Linked DNA regions of Rattus norvegicus: region 2 is linked to region 1. The links are chromatin contacts, called in public Hi-C maps. All regions are on one chromosome and are shown on one strand. Each heading gives the region's core, a stretch centred on a gene start, on an enhancer-like site or on the middle of the called end of the contact. The rest is flanking DNA. Distances are from core to core; before and after follow the strand shown. Region 1 holds the start of LOC102554047 (60S ribosomal protein L15-like). Region 2 overlaps Cfap70 (cilia and flagella associated protein 70).

The links. A called contact is a pair of places that touch in the nucleus more often than the background predicts.
Region 2: a contact with region 1 is called in a Hi-C map of the A7r5 cell line, with 2.4 times the contacts expected there. The contact joins the enhancer-like site here to the promoter of LOC102554047 in region 1. A contact is called at or near these places in 3 of 12 Hi-C or Micro-C datasets (the A7r5 cell line, kidney and liver).

Annotation. Positions count from the first base shown.
Region 1 is chr15:3,863,055-3,866,723 of GRCr8, forward strand. It overlaps LOC102554047 (60S ribosomal protein L15-like), which reads right to left and starts at 1,554. Exons shown (of 1, transcript XM_039093719.2): 1 at 1-1,554. It overlaps Mss51 (MSS51 mitochondrial translational activator), which reads left to right. Exons shown (of 7, transcript NM_001106025.1): 2 at 1,554-1,795; 3 at 2,046-2,201; 4 at 2,757-2,881; 5 at 3,238-3,669. The coding sequence starts at 1,578.
Region 2 is chr15:3,949,330-3,952,998 of GRCr8, forward strand. It overlaps Cfap70 (cilia and flagella associated protein 70), which reads left to right. Exons shown (of 29, transcript NM_001108370.2): 21 at 3,175-3,243; 22 at 3,558-3,669. Among named protein-coding and RNA genes, the nearest start is that of Mrps16, 17 kb to the right of the region's middle. Within about 2 kb of position 1,687, at least 2 of the 93 cell types and tissues checked have an H3K27ac peak or open chromatin away from gene starts, as enhancers often do. A contact at or near this core is called in the A7r5 cell line, where this site is marked.

The DNA.
Region 1 (3,669 bases), core at 304-2,803:
AACTTCAGGTCAAAGGGATATGACACGCTATTCTGAACTTCCCGGCACCAGGCATGAACATGACACATGTATGAACATGTGTAAGAAAAACACAAACAAAAAATAAATCTTCTAAAGAAACCTGAGGTGGCTCTGTAGGTAAAATTGCTTGTCTGCCAAGCCCCGATGACCTGGATTTTCATGGAAACCAATTCTATAGTACACATCTGTAGTCTCACTGCTCTTAGGCCAAGATAGAGGTAGAAAGGGGAATATCGTCTAAAAAGGTGTACACCACCTAGCCTGGATTGCAGTGAGATACAAATCACAAGAAAGAGCCTGTCTGAAACAAAGTGGACGGCATTCAACAACCCAGAAGTTGTCCTGTGAATTCCATACACACAGTGCAATGTGCATGTGTCTGCATTCATGCTCACTATGATACTAGTTCCATTATCTTCTGCCCTGGTATTGTTTGTTGACAGGCACCAGCCAGGTGTCATCGTATGTATGTAATAGATCCCAGTTGGTTAATACTTTCCATTTCTAGGCCGTCATTAACATCCTGCCTAGAGCCTCATCATCTTTTATGTTAGGACTGACACCCTGCATTTTGATTCACATGTTCCCTGTGAAAACCTGGTAGTTATTTAACTTAGCCGAGATGTGCTTCATTTACTCTGCATCCCTGACAGAAAGATTTTGCAATTTCTGGTCTCTGTTCCTCATTTACCTTTGAGTGACTTCACGTAATCTTTGACATACTCAAAGACATTTGATAAAAGTGGTTCTGATTATCAGCCCCAGTGATTATTATGTTTTAAATTCCTCTTGGGGCTGTCAGCAGAGGCTTTTCCACCTTCGTTACCTCGTGCCCTGCTGACCATCCTAGGCCTAGGTCACAGGAGAGTGCATCATAGCCAGTGCGGTCCTAGAGGATGCTTATGAAGGTGACTAGGTCATGGCACCGTTTACAGGGGCAGCGGCGAGCCAGCAGAACACACTGGCCGGAAGTTAATGTTTTCATTCACAACCTGGTTACATTAGCCGGTTTCCCAGCCGCTGGTAATTTTGGATAGCCCAGACTTGTGTTCCTTTTTCTTCCTTTTTAAAATTTAACAACCTGTATGCTGAGACAGATATGGTAGCACACAGCTATGTCTCAACAAACTACAAAAAATTCTCTGCCATTAGTATATTAATACGTTCTTTTTCTGAAAAAGAGACTAGGGATGTAGATGCTTGCCTAGCGTTCATGGATGTGGTCCTAATACTTGAGAAATGGAGCCAGAGGGTCAGGAATTCAAAGTCATCTTTGCCAGCACAGTGATTAGGGACCATCCTGGGCTACACGAGCTGTCGCCTCCTGCCTCCTAAAAGGTCAGACATACACAAGTCTCCGCACTGTTCTCATCATACAGTTCTTACACTTATAATCAATAAGTTATAAGTAAGTAATCTATAAGTAGTGAATACATCTTCTGATAGTTGGGCCTCAGAGACTTGAATGGGAAGTAAAATGCCAAGCATCCAAAGATTTGCATTTCATTTTGTTAAATTCCATTCCTGTTTAGCATCTGATCCCCAAGCATCTGGTCATGGCTCCTCGTTCACGGCGGCGAAAGCACAAGAAACCGCCACCAGTGACTCCCATGCCTGACATCCCACCCACAGACGTATCTGCAGTACGTCCAGCCCTCCCAGAGCCTGGCCCCAGCATTGACGCCCTCGGCTTCATTGCCTTGGACAGCGATGTACCAGGCCTGCCCCAGCGGATCCTGCAAAGGCTGAACATGAAGAGCTATGAAGAGTACAAGTGAGTGACCAGTTCTGTGGGAAGGCAGTGTCTTGGTACTAGTCACATCAGAAGGTTGGTCAAGTATGAGTCAGGAATTTCTCATCCTGACCTTTGTCAGTCAGGTCGCTGTAGAAGAAACAATGTGCTTAAAAAAATGGGAGTAGGATACATTTGAGATTACCATAAAAATTTACACAAGGCAGATGAGGCACGCGAGAGGCTTGGGAGCTACTCGCCCTGTCCAGCTTCTTCCATACTATCCCTACAGGTTGGTGATAGATGGGGGAACCCCAGTGCCAAGCTTTGGGTTTCGATGTCAACAAGAAATGTTCCAGAGAATGGAGGACACATTCCGATTCTGCGCTTACTGTAAAGCACTCCCCCATGGCCTTTCCAGTTGCAAGGTTCTGCGGCACTGTAAGAGGTGATGTGTGGGGACTAGTGGGGGACATGTAGAAACGGCCCTATGTATACTAGGTCCTCATTCCAAGAGGGACAGCCCTGCAAGTTTTGGTTTTGGTGGTTTTTGTTGTGTTTTGAGAATAGTTGCTCATTTTGTGTGGCCCCAGTTTTAATCCTGTTTATTTTTGGTATCGTGGGAGATGAAATAACAGTCTTCCTACTTCTGTCTTGAGTACACAGAGGTTAAGATGACATTTCTTCTGAAAGGCTAAAGTTGAGGCATACCTGGTAAGGGAAAGCATCCCCAAATGTCTAGGGTATTTTGGTTCTTCTTTCTTTATGAAAGAGATTTTAAAAAAAAACTAAGTTGTTTTAGATGGGTGGAAACTGGCACAGAACCCTGTCTAAGAACAATTGTATTCCTAATCCATTTGCTTCATCCACCACATGGCTTCTTCATTCTTCTCCAGACTTCCTCGCCTCCCTCTGGCCTCTCTGTAGGTGCAGGCTCCAGCCCCTTCCTGGACAAAGACACCTTTGTGACACAGGCACGTGCTTCTTTGGTTCATTCTCTCAGGTGCAGAAACGTCTATTACTGTGATGCAGAGTGTCAGAGGTCAGACTGGCCAGCACACAGGAAGGTGTGTGGAGAGCTCCGTCTCGTGGCTGTGGACCGTGTCATGGAATGGCTTCTGGTCACAGGTAGGGTGTAATTGTTAGGAAACTGCACTGTAACAGCAGCTGATCACTTAGCTGGAACTAAATAAAAGCATGGTATTCTAAGGGAAAATGCAGAAACCGTGATAAGAAGTGGGGATACTTGTAGTTACAGGTTGGCAGAATAAATATGGAGGAATTATTGAGGAGGGAATTTGAAACCCAAGGAAGGATTTGATGTTTCTTTTTAAAGTATAGGTCCGGAGGCTAGAAGAGGGCATGGGAGCTCCTGGAACTTGAATTACAGGAGATTGTGAGTTCCCCAATTTGGCTGCTGTTAACCCAACAGCAGTTTGCCCTCTTCTCTCCAGCCCTGTTTAGTAACTCTTTCTGCCCCACAGGTGATTTTGTCCTACCCTCAGGACCTTGGCCATGGCTGCCTGAAGAGATACAGAATTGGGATACCTGGTTCTCCATGAGGGGTTTACAGCTAGAATCTACATTGAATGCTCTTCTGGGTAGCCATGCTATGACCATGCTTTGGGCCAGTCTAGGAAGGCCACGACCAGACCCAGATGTCTTGCATGGCTCTTTGAAGCGGTTGATGACAGATGTCCTGTCACGGCCTTTGACCCTGGGCTTAGGGATTCGGACTCTGGCGATAGATGTTGGGAAGACTGGGGGAAGCACATTGCACGTGGTTGGTGCTTCCCACGTGGAGACATTTCTCATCCGTTCTGGAGATTATGATGAGCTTGGCTACATGTTTCCTGAAAACCTTGGCTTTCGTGTGATTATGGTGGGTGTAGATGTGAGTGCTGACCTTTTACAGA
Region 2 (3,669 bases), core at 437-2,936, 86 kb after region 1:
TCATTTTTTCGGAGCTGGGGACCGAACCCAGGGCCTTGCGCTTCCTAGGTAAGCGCTCTACCACTGAGCTAAATCCCCAGCCCAAGGGGGGATTTTTTTATTATGTAAGTATATGAGCGCGGCTCATCGGTTCGTGCACCACAAGTTCCAGGCCTCCACAGAGTTCAGACACCCCAGAACTGGAGTTCAGACCATGTGGGTGCCGGGAGCAGGAAGTGGTCCCAGTCACTGAGCCTTCTCTCCAGCTGCTTTCCGCGTAGTTTAGGAAACCAGTTACTCCGCTATGGTTCCTAACTCCTGTCTTTGCTTGTGTATCCCTCGCACAGGCGTGCTTTGGTGTTCTGTGGACACACGTGTTAAGGTTGCCTGAGACATTTTCAGTTGATATGTCATGAGCTGCACACATGTGAGGTCAGTTTACTCAGTGTTGACAAAGCACACTGGAGCCGATGGCTCGCTCACGCCCCCTTGTGATGCCATCTGTCTACCCCCATGCCGAGAGAACCACTGAGCTACGCTCACCATGGAGGAGTTTGCATTGAACGAGTTATATTTGGGTCAGGAGGTAGGTGTCCACTGGCACCCATGTGGTGCTCGGAGGACACCGGGGGAGTCAGGGTTCTGTCATAGCCCCATGTGGGTTCCTGGGATGGGACTCAGGCCTTTGGGCTTGTGCCAGGCTTGTACCTGCTGAACCATATAAACAGCCCAAATTTGTTGGTTTTTAAGTTTTAGAATTCTAGAAATAGTCTAGAATGCTTTCAGAGTTCAACGGTATATGCTTTTTGGTCTGATTTTTTTTTTAACCAAGCATAGTTATCTTGAGGTTTTTCATGGAATACTGAATGTGTCTTTGCTGCCACACTGCTCCCCAGTGTAGACAGAGCACCCCGTGCTCACCTCCGTTCTCCTGCTGCTTCGCGTTTGGTTGTTTTCATGTCGAGACTATTGAGTTCAGAGCATTAGGACCTGATTTGTGCATGGATAGACTCATTTCCCGAAAACACCTAGGAACTCACCAGCTGAGACTATGGGTGATTTAGTGATATGGTTTTGATTTTCTAAATATTTGGAGATTTCCCCATATATCCTTGCTTTTTATTTATGACATAATCTCACTGTGGCTGGAAATTAAACTTTCTCTAAGTGAAATTCTTCAAAAATATTGGAACTTGTTTTATGGGCCAGCAGATAGTCTGTCTTGATAAATATCACTGACAATACAATGCTCTGCAGATGTCAGTGGGGCGTTGTGGCCACTGCACTCCGGGGCTATATCCATTGTAGTTCTTTCTCTTTGAAGCTTAGGAACAGTCTTAAAGACAGGTGTCTTAGTTAGGGTTTCCACTGCTATGAAGACAGACCACAACCACAGCAACTCTTAGAAAGGAAAACATTTAATCAGGGCTGACTTACAGTTCAGAGGCTTCGTACATTGTTGTCATGATAGGAAGCACATCGTGCAGGCAGACATGGTGCTGGAGAAGGAGCTGAGAGTTCTCTATCTGGATCAACAGGCAGCAGGGAGGGACTGACACACTGGGCCTGGCTGGAGCCTCTGAGACCTCAGTGCCCGTCCCCCCAGTGACCCAGTGACGCACTTCCTCCAACAAGGCCACACCCGCTAAGAGCACCCCTCCCTCTAGGCTCCCCCCAGTGACATACTTCCTTCAACAAGGCCACACCCACTAAGAGCGCCACTCCTTCTAGGCTTATGGGGTCACTTTTATTCAAACCACCACAACAGGGTTTCACTTAGTAATGCAGGCTGGTCTCAAACTTGCCCTGTATCTCAAGCTAGCTTTGAATTTTCTACGATTCAGCCTTGGTCTCCCAAGTGCTGGGATCACAGGCACCAGTTTTCATGCCTGGCCGTTGTTTAGGTATATAATCTCTTTCTTCTTTGTGTAACACATTCTTCAATTAACTTTACAATTGTCTCACATTTGGTCTTTAGAGAACTGATTTTAAAATATTCTGCCACAGAAGCATTGCCCGTTAGTTTTTGTCTGGATAGGAATCTGGTTTTCTCAGCTGTCTCTCCCAACCCCATTATTTCCCTGGTGATGGGAGGTATACATTCCTAAACTCTGATGTTGTCATTCCGTGGTGCTTGCTAGGGGTAAACACAGACGCGACACATTGTATCCACCTCTTCTGTGGCTGTGGTTTGGGTCAGTGCGTTGATATCTGTTTCTCTCATGTAATTGTCTCCCTTAGCTGTGTGTGGACCTTATTTCTCTGTATGGATTTTATAGTGAATTTATTTAGTGAATCTTTAAAATGTAGTTATCATTTTTATTTGGACTGTATTGGAAATTACAGATTAGCTGAGGAATACTTAGCATTTTCATGTTAGCCCACTCTGTCCGATGTGGCAATGACACCCTCCACTTAGCAAGTTTTCTTCTTACTCCTTTAGTAACACCTTAACATTTTATCTAATGAGGCCCTGTTTAGTAAATGAAATTTCTAGTCATTTCTAGGTTCCAGATAATTTTTATTGGACTTTATGTGGAAACCTTCCCCAACTTTTTTCACTCTAATGAATTGATGATTTTTGTTGTTTCTTGAAATTTTGACTATGAGCTGGGCGTGGTGTCCACACTTTTAATCACAGCACTCAGGAGGCAGAGGCAGGTGGATCTCTGAGGGCATGAGGCCAGCCTGGTCTACAGAGCAAATCCCAGGGTAGCCAGAGCTATACAAAGAAACCCTATTTTGAAAAAAAAAAAAACACCAAAGAACCAACCAACCAAACATATATATAAATGACTGATAGCACCCACCAATAAACATAGTTTATCTTCTTCCTCCCAAAGCTCATCTCACAACATCTTTTTAAAATGTTTTGCCTTATTTTTAATTATGTGTGTGCTTGTGTCTGGGTCAGGGGTGTGTGCACATGACGTCAGGAGCATGTGGAGAGATCCAGTCCCCCTTGATGTTCTAGGCAACTGGGAGCCATGTGATGTGGGTGCTGGGCTTGTGTTCTAAGCCCCTGCGCTACTTCTCTACCCCACACTATCTTTCTATCCCCCCAGGATTATCACAGTGTCCCCCTTCCAGTTGTCATCTTTTGTTGCGGTTTCTGGTTTATCTGGTGTAACCCCTCAGCTTTCCTCTCTGATGTGTCTGAAGAATGACCAGGAGGTTTTTCCTTGCTGTCCCCAGGGATAAGGCCCAGGACCTCACACCCGCTGAGTCCTCGCCCCACCGTGGAGCTGCATCCTCAACCCCAAGGTTCTTTTGCTGTTTACCTTCTTCGTTTCTGTGATGTGGTCTCCTTTTCCCTCTCTTCAAAGTGGGACGCGTTCTGTGGGGTGCATTTCCCTCTGTCACCTTCATCGCCCAGTTCCCGGGAGATGGACTCAGTTCCGCTGTCTTCCATGTGACTTCTCTGTGCCTGCATCGAGGGCCTTGGCCTCCCACGTGTCTGTCCTTAGTCACGAGGCCACCCTCGGGCCTGTCCCTTCAGGGTTTGCGCATCTCCTCTCCTGTAGCCTTTCAATGCCAGAAAGAGGGCGCTGTTTTTCATGAAAATCTCATCTGTTTAGGACCAAACACTGCTTTGTCCAGTCTAGACGAGTTTTTGGAAGAATCATCTAAGGCGCAGTCTGACTCACAAGAGCCAATAATCACTGTACAACCTCTGGAGTCCTCCCTTAC